Regions from separate parts of the Macaca mulatta genome. Here region 2 is linked to region 1. Evidence: chromatin contacts called from public Hi-C data. All regions are on one chromosome and are shown on one strand. Each heading gives the region's core, a stretch centred on a gene start, on an enhancer-like site or on the middle of the called end of the contact. The rest is flanking DNA. Distances are from core to core; before and after follow the strand shown. Region 1 holds the start of LOC106993593. Region 2 holds the start of LOC106993594 (chromosome 15 C9orf106 homolog).

Region 1 (5,198 bases), core at 2,586-5,085:
AGGTGAGCAACTCAACCTCTCTGAACCTGGTTCTCCTTCTCTGCAAAACAGAGACAATGGCCTGGAACCCTCTCCCGCTACAGGGAAGTAGCATTGAAGGGGGAAGAGACAGTGGGAGCGTCCCAGCATTGCCCCAAACTGGACAGGTGACTTTGGACAAGTCTGAATGAGACTGAGTAAGACAAAACTGAGTAACATCAGAGCTTGCTGGCTACTCTCTGCCCCGGGCTAGTGCTAGATGTTTTACATGCACCGTTACCACTGTTACTCACGAAGGGAGATTTTATTATTAACTTTCTTTTCCAGATGAGGTAACTGAGGCTCAGAGAGGTTGATTCACTTTCTCAAGGACACACAGCTAGGAAATGATAGAGTCACGATTCAACCCTCATTTGCTGGCTTAGAGTCTGAATCTCTAAAGAAAAGTAGGCAGGGTGTAGTGGCTCATGCCTGTAATCCCAGCACTTTGGTAGGCTGAGGCTGGAGGCTTACTTGAGCCCAGGAGTTTGAGATCAGCCTGGACAACGTGGCGAAACCTCATCTCTACAAAAATATGAAAATGCTCCACCAGGCCTGGTGGAGCGCACGTGTAGTCCCAGCTACTCAGGAGGCTGAGGTGGGAGGATCACCTGAGTCTAGGGTGGTCAAGGCTGCAGTGAACCATGATTGCGCCCCTGCACTCCATACAGCCTGGGCAACAGAATAAGACTCTGAAAAAAAAAAAATGAAGGAAGGAAGGAGGGAAGGAAGGGCAACTTTAATTTTTTTAAATATAACATTTTAAAGTGCCTACTATGTGCAGGGCATCAAGTTAGGTGGCAACAAAAATAAAGATGCCAGGACCCCAGCCTTTGAGATGCTCATAGCTGAGTGGGGACACAAGATTGGATGAGGCGCTCCTGAGAGTTAGATGTGAAAAGCAGCACCCTAGAGACGCCCATCAGTCCTGAGGGCACCGGAAGAGAGAGAGGTGGGTTTTGGTGTTAAGGAATGGGGAGGGGAGAGATCTGGGGGAGGAGGCACGGAGGCTGGGGGACAGCAAAGGCTGGTCTTGAGAAATCTCAGTGGAAGGCACCAGGCCATTCCCAGAGGTCTGCACAGCAAAGCCAAAGGCATGGTGGCAGGAGAGGAGGCCACGCTCTGAGGAAGGCCCCGCAGCCCAGCGTCAGGGAGGGTAATGGGGAGAGGAAGGAGAATGGTGTTGCCAAACCTGGGCCAGGCTGCGAAGTCTGGAGGAAGCTACCTTGCTTTATGAAAACGGGGAGCCATTGAAGGCCTTTGAGCAGAGGTGGATGTCATCCTATGGAAGTTTTACAAAGACAGCTCTGTAGGCAGAAAAATATCCTGGAAATGTACACGAAACCTGGAATGACAGCGTCAGGATGTATTGCATGAACTTTTACAGTGCTTCCTTTAAAAAAAAAAAAAAGGTTTCGTGTTTGTGTGTGTGTGTGTGTGTGTGTGTGTGTTTGCCATGTACAGGTATGACTATTCTAACAAAAGAAGGGAGGACATTTTCAAAAGACAGAGGGGAGCCAGGAGGCAAAGAGACACAGGCAGCAGAAGGGAGCCAGGAGCTGGCGGGCCAGGCTGCCCCTCTCACTGCGGCTCTGGCTGTTTGGGTGATGGGCCATCTGGCAGGTCTACACGGAGCCCAGCAGGCAGGGCCGTGGGGCCTCTGAGATCCCTCTCTTACCTAGAGCCTGAGCCTTGCCTGACCCATGACAGTTTCAGGCTGTTCCCCCTCCTCCCAGCAGTCTGTCCCTACCAAACTCCTCCCCATGGGTTAGACTGTGGGACACAGACTGATCCTTAAATCCCATTCTGGGCCAAATGGGGACAGTGATTCCAGAGGCCTCCCTATGTCCTTGAGGACAGATCACCCTATGAAAGAGCCCCAGCCACCGTGCTAGGTGCTGTATGGGCAGTGTCTCTTGATCTGAATATAAACCTGAAAAAAAAAAAAGTTATTTTCCCAGTTTTGCAGATCAGGAAATAGAGGCCCTCACAGTGAGGAGGGAGGGGGATTCTCACCCAGGATGGACCCACCCAGGGGTGCGGACCGGACCACTAGGCTGTACTGCCTCAGGCCCTTTAGGAGAAAATCCGTCCTCCCAGTCTCCCCAGGTCTCTTGCCTTTGGCCTGCTCTGGTTCCTGTTATAGAATGGGGGCTGCAGGTGGGCGCGCCTCTGAGCTAGTCCCCCGTCCTTGGGCCGCCTCTCCTAGGCAAACTCCTATTTAACCGGTGAAGGTAAATAAATTATTGCTTCCTCTCCCAAGTCCTCTGGCTGCACCCCTGTCCTCTTCTCTGTGTTCCTGTGGAGCTCCCAAAGGGAGGGGAGAAAAGGCTCAGGGGACATGGCTGGGACACGACTTCCAGCCCAGCCCTGTGTGGGCAGAGACGAGGGAACAGTCCGCCTATTCTCGGCTGGACGTGAGAGGGAGGATGGCCTTGGCTCAACCCAGGGCAAGGCAGGCTGACCAGCCTCTGGGGTTATTTAGATTGGCGGCCAGAGGAGGACAAGTTGCAGGAGAGAGAAGCAAAGATTCAGGCTGCCTAGTGTGGCCACCGCCCCGTCAACCCTAAGATGATCGCAGCCCCTTTCTGGCCACCGAATGTGGGCACCCCAGACCTCTGCGGCAAGGCTGGGTGAGAGCTGTCTTTTGTGCACAGGTGCCCCTAGTCCCCCACCCCTAGTGAGCATTCACACACAGAGGTGAACAGCCCCCTTGTGGGCCTGGAGGCGCCTAGGCCAGGTAGAGATGACCAGAGTGGGAAGCAGAGAATCCCCAGTGCCTAGCACAGTGACTGGCACTGAAGGATTTGTTGGATGAATGAATGAATGATTGCCTGACCTCAGGCCCAGGGAGCAAGGTGTGGTGTGCAGGGTGGCCCCTGGGAGGCTTCAGGGATGGGGAGGGGACGGAGGGGGACTGGGAAAGCCACAAGAAGGCAGCCCTATCCGATGACTCACTTGGGAGGGAAACAGAAGGTGGGCTGTTCTGGGGAAACATCCCCGCTGATGCCCGGGCACCCAGGAGCTTCCAGGTACCCCCAGATCACCCCAGTGAGGACACTCCACAATTCCCCTGGAGGCACCACAGTGGGGCTGTTAAACCCAGGGACTTAGGATTCAGACACTTCTGGGCTCCAGTTCACCCCTCATTGGCTGGACCAGTTGCCTCAGTTTCCCCATCTGCACGGGGCACGGATAGGACCACGTGCTGCACAGGTTTGCTGGGAAGGACACATAAGAGGTGCCCGCTCAGCACATCCTGTCTGCCATTGTTACAAACAACAGCACGGGAGAGCCGGGAGCAGAGCCTGCCAAACGCAGGACCCTGGTCTCCCGCTCCCCTGTGCTGCTGACCTATGGGGTGGCTTTGGACAAGGCACAGCCTCTCTCCAGGCCTTAGTTTCCCCATTTGTACAGTCAGGCCCTGCTAACTTGGACAGGCTTTGGCCCCTCTCCAAGCCCCACAGACACATCAGAGACGTGCACACACGGCCCTGGGACTGCCGACAGTCACACAGGCACGCATAGGCACGTAGGCACAGGCACACAGACGTAGGCACAGACTCACACTCGGCCCCCACCCTGCGCCCTCCCCACTCACACTCGCTCACACTCATGCTCACACACCACCCCGCTCCCCGAAATCTGCTGAGCACCAACGGTTGGTGCGAGCGGGGTTGGGAACGGGAAGAAAAAAGCCCAAGACTCAGCCCAGGAAGAGGGGTGCGGTGGGGGGAGGGCGGGCGAGGGAAATGACAGCCCGCGGTCCCCCTCGAGTCCTGGCTCATGAATATTAATGCGGCGGTAATTAAAATGCAGGCACGCAGCAGGATGGATGCGGCTGCCTCCGGAGCGCGGGGGAGCGCGGCGTCTTTGCAGGCGGGTGGAGCCGGCTCCTCGCCGGCGAAAAGCGGGGCCGGGCTCCGGGGCCTGGGTCCGGGGCGGGCGGGAGGGGGGGACATTTTTCGTGGTTCCGAGCGCCCCGTCCCGGTGTTCCCGCCCCCGCCCCGCGGCCGCCCCTCCGCGCCCTATCCCTGGCCGGGCCGCCCGCCAGGCCGCCGTTTCCCGGAGCCGGCCCCCTCCCGCCCTCGCGGCCGGCTGATGTCATCTGCACACAACTTTCCGCTTCCCGGCCCGTCTCGGGGCCCTGAGTCATCGCCGCCCCCGGCCCCGACGCTGGCCTGCGGCGTCTGTTTGTGCAGAGCGAGGCCCCGCCGGCCGGGCCTGACGTCAGGCTGGCAGGGCCTGGAACGGCCCCGCGCCGCTGCCCCCTGGGGGCAGGACAACACCGCTGGGGGCCGAGGGCAGGGCTCGCCCTCGGAATCCGGCTTCGAAGCCGGCGCCACCTTGTGCCGGCCGCCTGACCTGAGGCAACTCTGTGCTTTCAACTCTCTGAACTTCGGTTTCCTCATCTGCCAGTTGGCAGACGCTCAGCGAATCTTCCTAGACTCACGGGGCGAATTGTACAGTTGGGTAAATCGAGGCCCAGAGATGGGAAAAGGACTGTCCAAGGTCGTACAGCCACCCGGAATTACAGTTCCTTTCTGCCGGGTCACACGCTGCCTTCCACGTGTTACCTAAGAAAGCTTTCCAGCCTGTGCTGAGAAAACCGCCCCACATCATCTGTGGCAGGACTGGGGGGCTGGAGCCCTGGTCAGGCCACTCTGCTTCTGGCCACAGTTTTCTCATCTCTAAAAAGGCGCAGTAACAATATAATGACCGTGTGGAGTCCCCCAGGATACAGGGTCAAAGGAGAGCACAACCATCGCAGTTTCAAGCCCATGGGGCAGGTGAGTCACTATTGTCACTACTGGGGTCACTGTTGAAGCCACTAAGGTCACTGTTGAAGTCAGGTGAGAGGGCCCTCTTGGAGTCAGACCACCTGGGTTCAAATTCTGGCTCCTGCTTCCAGCTCCTTTCCTCTGACCCCCCGTGGGACCCGAACCCGGACCCCTTCCACGGTCACCACCGTCACGGTCCCACCCTTCAAGGTCTCAAACACCCCTCCCCTGTTTCTGGCAGGAGCTGTCCTCACTCCCTCTATGGCCTCTCCAGGCCCAGACTTCACCCTCAGGTCACCCTCACCCCTCGGTGCCCTCCAGCCAGTGGGCCTGGGAAGACGTGTTCATGCTGGAAATGCCTGCCCAGCCCTTGCCCAGTTATACAGAGCAAGTGCTCCA
Region 2 (5,551 bases), core at 2,654-5,153, 180 kb before region 1:
GATGTGGCTCCTCTGCCCCTGGTTTAGCTTGGTCCACAAGCATCCTTCCATGCTATCCTCCACGCTCCCTCTTTCTTCTCCCACATGGTTACGGCAGAGGAGGATAAGGCCTTAGGTGATGACAGGGTCACGGGGTGAAGGGGCCTGGGCCCCTGAGTGACCACATGGAGCAGAGCCCTTGCCCCTCCCTCCACCAGCCCCCAGGAGACTATAATGCAAGCAAGAAATAAACTTTTCTTCGGGAGCTGTTTCTTAACATTTGTTATGACTAAGTCAACATTTTCATCATCCCCATCCAGGGGAGGTGCTTTTCCACTGAAAAGGAATCCATCTTAGGGCTCCTTTAAAATAGAGAGCTCCTCCAGTACCTTTGGCCTGGGATCCCTGAAGCTGGAGAGTGTCTGCCTCTGGCCCTGAGCCTAGTGCCTGCCTGAACCTCAGGGCATCTTCTCTGGGGCTCTGATTTACGGTGACTCTGGGCTTCACCCCTTGCCCTCAGGTTCCCACCCCTGCTTTCCTCGTTCCTCGGGTCTGTAGTCTGTGGCCTTCCTCTTCCATCCTGTGGCCTCCCATTTACTTTGACCATTGTCTGGGGTTGAAAGACCAAGGTTCAGGGGTCAGGGATATCTATTTTTTTCCCTTCTCTCTGACAAATTGCTCCCTGTGGGCAGGGCCTGAGCTGGCTCACTGTGAACTTCCTCCTGCACAGCAGAAGGTTGAGCACATAGGGGCCACTCCTGGAACGCTAAGTTCTTTGCAGTTCCACAGCGTGCAAGGCCCTGAGGGAGTTGCTCCCAGGATCCCATGTTCCTTGGGGCACTTGGATTCCAGAGAGAGAAGCTGGCCTCTGCTTCTGGCTCATTTCCTAAGTGAGCCACTGCAGGTATCCAGGAAGGTGGAACCCAGGAATCACAGGCTGGGCAGCTGGCTCTGGCCTCTTTTCCCAGCTACACACAGCATTCTGGTCCCTGTCCCCAGCCCCTCCATGGCTGGGAGACCAAGAGACAGGTCTAATGCCCTGCCCAACCTATCCCCACTGTGGGAAACTCCATCATCCTTCCTCCTAGGGAGGACCACTGTCCAGCTTTTAAATAATTAAATTGGTCTCCAAACCACCAGCTACCAAACCCTTCTGTCCTTGATAATCTTCCAAAAAATTTACAACAACAACGCTCCTTGCTGTGTGCCAGGCCCCATGCTAAGCCACTTATACCCTAGATACCAATCCCTGAGGATGGATGTCGTCAGTATCCCCATTTTACAGATGAGGAAGGTGAGGTTCAAAGGCTTCCTGCATCCCGTCGCCCCCGCCCTGTACCAGCTTCGAATGCAGTGGCAGGGGGCCACGATCTTATGCCCAGGCCTGGTTCTCCCACCCCCCAGCAGTGGGAGACAATGCTGGGGAGGGGGCACGAGGCCGCTCCCTCCCCAGGGGGCTCCCACAGCTCCCAAGCTCACTGACACTCGGGTTTCCTTCCTCTCCCCTGGCCCTCCCCTGGCCCCCTCTGCTGTACCCCCAGCTTGTCCCACCCACCCTTGGGCTCGACCCATCTCCCTCCCCGGTTCCCACCGTCAAAAGCACCTGCTGCGGGGCTTGGCTCTGTTTGGTTTCTCCAGAGCCTGCCCAGGGAGCTCTGCCTCTCGGAGGTTGTGTGCTCACTTTGCAAAACAGCAGAAATTTATAGCCCAAGTAATTGATCACGGCGCTTCTGCCTCCCTCCATCTCTCTCAGGCTCCTAATTCCCTTCTCCCGCTCTTCTCTTTTTTTCTCAGCGCGCCATCTGTGGTGTCAGAGAAAAGGAAGCCAAAAGTGGGGGGGTGTTTCTAGTCCCAGTTCTGCCAATTACAAGTCACATGAACCTCAGTTTCCCCATCCGCAAAACGGAGAAGCTAATAATACCTGCTCACAAGTGTGCCGGGCCTGTGGATGCCGGGGCCGGGAGCAGCGCCCAGACAGAGTGACTTCTGGCCTCGAGCCACCCTGTGGGGTGCGCGGTGGGGTGGGGGCCCACCTTCCCAGTGGGGACAGTGGGGCCAAGAGGGCTCAAGTCATTCACTCAGGGTCGCAGATCTGGTAAACAGCAGCTCTGGGGCTTGAACCAGGTGAGTTGTGCCTCGACGCCGGAACCATTAGGTGACACTCCCCCCACGCCAGCCCCAGGGTCCATCAGAAAACAGGTGAGCCTCATCAGGCCTCCCAGACCCCTATTTCACTCCATTCTGGAGCTAACTATGGGGCAGAAGCAGAGGCCACTGGGGCAAAGCGAACAATTTGCAAACTAGAGAGCTGCGAGGATGGAAGGAAACTTCACAATCACTCCCATAGCTCTTCAGCGCCGGCCCCCCTGGATCAGACCCCTCCACTGTCTGCGAGACTCACTGGGACCTAAGAGCTTTCCTGGCCCTCAGTCGCTGCCTCTCCCTCCAGAGAAGCTGTAGGACTAGGGGCCTCCCTCCCGCCAGGCCCCTACACCTGCCAGCCTCCAGGAAGGCCCACAGAACCTTCCAGAACAACTCGCAAATGATCCTGAAGAGCACTTCACTCGGCCTTCAGTGGCAGATGAGGCACCAGGCCTGGGAGGGGCGGCCCAGGTTCCCGGCCTGAGCCCTGGGGGGCCTGGGGCTGGAAACTCCCCTCTGAGCCCCACTCCAGGGCGGGGCTGAGGCCGCTCCTGCCCTCTTCTGTTCCTGGGGATGGGGGACGAATGCTTCCAGGGGGGAACGTGCTTGTCTTTTCCCCCTCCGCCCTCAGTCTAGCTTGTCTCTGCCTGTGCACGTCTCTCTGTCTCTCGCTGTCTCTGTGTGTCTTTCTCTCTCAGCCCCCAGCCCGCAGGTACGGGCTTGCTTCCTCCCATGCGTGGCCCCCAAGACCGAGCACAGCCCCTCTGGTGTTTGCATCCAAGGTGCCCGCAGCGCCCCGGCCTCCTCCCTTCCCTGGGGGCTGCTCTGGGCAGGGCGGTCCGCAGCTCGGGGGCGGCGGGCACGTTCTGTTCCCCGCTTTCGGGCGGGGACCGCAGGCTCCAGCCCCGGCGGCTGCCTGCTCCCGCCTGGCTGGCGGAGATGAGAGCCGGCTGCAGGGCTGGAAGCGAGGCAGCAGCGCACAGAACAAACAGAATTTTTTTTTGCAACTAGAGGGGGAAGCACAGAGCTAAAAATAAAACGAAAAGATCAGTATCTGTCAGTCTGACAGCTGATTGGCTGCTCGGAGATGCATATAATTACCAGCAACTGGCGCTGGGTAGGCAAAGCCGGGAGAAACTGCTGAGACGAGGTTAGGATTTAACCTTTAAATTCTGGAGCCATCGGAAACCGAGGGGAGGACGACGGGTGTCGGTGCTAATGAGGCTGGGGGCGGGCGGTGGGCGGTGGGCCTCCGAGTCCGGGGCAGGTCTCGGGGGCTCCCCGGGGAAGGCCCTGCGAGCCCTTGGCCCTGGCGGCCTCCGCCATCAGACTGGGAATGTCTCTGATTGGGTGGCCAGGAGGCGGTGGCCCTCCTCCCCGCCCACCTGAGGGATGTTTTCTTCCGCGAAGCTAGGGTCTTACCTGGGAGGCAGGGAGGGAGGGGGCTGCCTGAGGCCCTGGGCCCCTCCGGGACCGGCGCACCCCGTCTCACCCACATTCCTTCGCCTTTCCCCGCCCGGTGTGGATTTCCAAAACCCATCCTCGCTCCCCTCCTTCCTTCACCCCAAGTCACCCCTGTTCCCAGCTCTGTTTCTTGCCCCACCCAGGGAGGGCTTTTCTGCACCTCAGGCTTGTCCTGGGGCCCCGAGAGAGACAAAAACTGTGGCAGTTGAGGGGTGTTGTGCCCTCCCTAAGCCTCAATTTCTTCATCTGTTAAAGGGAAGTGATGAAAATTGGGTCCACCTGACTGCTGGTCAAATGCCAGGGCTGCTGTGGGCCCAGCCTTATGTTGGCTCTTTCACCTGAGCCAGGAGTCAGGAAATCGGGGTTCTAGTCCAGCTGGGAATTGTCCCAGTGTGAACTGGGAATAAGAGTTCCTGCCCTCTGACCTCTCCAGGTGGCAGTGGGGACCACGTGAGATGGCGTATGTGGCCTTGAGCAATAAACCGCATCTGTTGGGGGAGGTGGGTGAGGACACCTGCAGCCCCTCGAACCCACCACTTTTCTCTTCCAGGCCCTTGCCCAGGCTGTGGCCTCTGCCTGGAACCCCTTTTCTTCCTACGCAAACCCTTCCCTTCAGTGCCTCTTTCCCTGGGAAGCCCTCTCTGTTGCCCAGCCCATCCTCTTCTGCCCACTCTGGGTTTCGCACCCCATGCTCAGGCCGATTGCCTGCTTTGCAGACAGGGCTGTGAGCTCCACAAGGGCAGGAACCACATGGCTGTTCACAGCTGTGTTGCCAGGGCCCGGCCTGGAGCCCCTCAGGAAGTGAGACATCTGAATCCTCTGCTCTGTGGCCACCTTGGCCAGGGCACCCAGGCTTGGAGCAAGCAGCAGCTTCATGGGTGGGGAGCCACGTTTCCCCAGCACATCGACAGGCCCTAAGAGGGCATTCGCTTGGTTCTGCCCTCAGAGCACTGATGCCCAGGGACACTGCCCTTTATGTGTGCCACCTAAGAGAGGATGCAACCTTAGAGGGGGCAGGGATAAGCATGGTCCCAGGCCCTGTTGTCCCCTCCTAAGATAGTTCCCAGTTCTGCCTGGCCAGCCCTGGCCTTTTGCCTGTGCTGTCTGGGACAGTGGGTCGAGCTGCCGCTGAGCGGTGGGACCTAGAAAACCCACACTGACCTATAGGAGGCGCCGCCCAGAACTCCTGACTGAGGTGGGTGCAAAGGAGAGGTGGGTGAGGGGGGCAGAGAGAGATCGTGTTAGTAGCTCACACGTCAATCGTCTAGCTGTGTGCCTGCCTCTCTCATGTATTTCATGGGGATTATTTCCTAGAATTCCCACAAGAGCCCCCTGCAGGCGGTGCGATTGCTATCTGTGATTTGCAGATGAGGAAACTGAGGCACAGAGTAGTTAAGCAACGCACCCAGGACCCCACAGCTAGGGAGGACAGAGGCTGGATCCAGGCCAGTCCCCTGTCTCCTGGGACCAGGCCCAGCGCTCCCACCTCTCTGATAAGGATAAAAAGGAGGGAGTGGGAAGGGAGATATTCCCGAGGCAGCTACCATGAGACCTCCCAGCAGAGAGGCTGGAAAATGTCTTTTGTGTGTGGTACGCAAAGGAATTCCCCTTTGGTGTCTCTTTGAAAGATTTCGGGAAGATTTAAACTGCTTTTCAGTGATTTGGGGATGTCAGACTGGTGTTTTTCTGAGCGTGACACCGTGATGAGACTGGCCCCCAAGGCAGCCCCGTTTTACACAGGTGATGTTAATAGAACTTCTGCAGCTGCAGAAGCAGCTTCCGCCGACTGAGCGCTCACCCCGGGGTCCATGCTAGACTCAGCCTTGACTCGGATGCCCACCCTGAACCCCACCCAAGAAAGGAATTATTTAATCCCTGTGTTATTTCCTTACAACTGTCAGAATCTGCTCATCTCCAAATTCGCTATCTCCCCCTGTTAGGAGTGAGCTTGGTGAGGGCTCCAATC

What was found. A called contact is a pair of places that touch in the nucleus more often than the background predicts.
Region 2: a contact with region 1 is called in a Hi-C map of liver, with 2.3 times the contacts expected there. The contact joins the promoter of LOC106993594 here to the promoter of LOC106993593 in region 1. A contact is called at or near these places in 2 of 14 Hi-C or Micro-C datasets (blood and liver).

What each region holds. Positions count from the first base shown.
Region 1 is chr15:18,136,176-18,141,373 of T2T-MMU8v2.0, reverse strand. LOC106993593 reads left to right here and starts at 3,835. Exons shown (of 3, transcript XM_077967900.1): 1 at 3,835-4,808. The coding sequence starts at 3,850. The coding sequence ends at 4,599. The region is part of intron 6 of LOC114672715 (a long non-coding RNA gene); the gene reads right to left.
Region 2 is chr15:18,313,526-18,319,076 of T2T-MMU8v2.0, reverse strand. LOC106993594 (chromosome 15 C9orf106 homolog) reads left to right here and starts at 3,903. Exons shown (of 4, transcript XM_015116646.3): 1 at 3,903-4,282; 2 at 4,284-4,411; 3 at 4,414-4,542; 4 at 4,545-4,833. The coding sequence starts at 4,041. The coding sequence ends at 4,717. It overlaps LOC144335069 (a long non-coding RNA gene), which reads left to right and starts at 3,231. Exons shown (of 5, transcript XR_013405509.1): 1 at 3,231-3,271. It overlaps LOC144335056 (a long non-coding RNA gene), which reads right to left and starts at 2,087. Exons shown (of 11, transcript XR_013405495.1): 1 at 1,901-2,087; 2 at 1,661-1,781.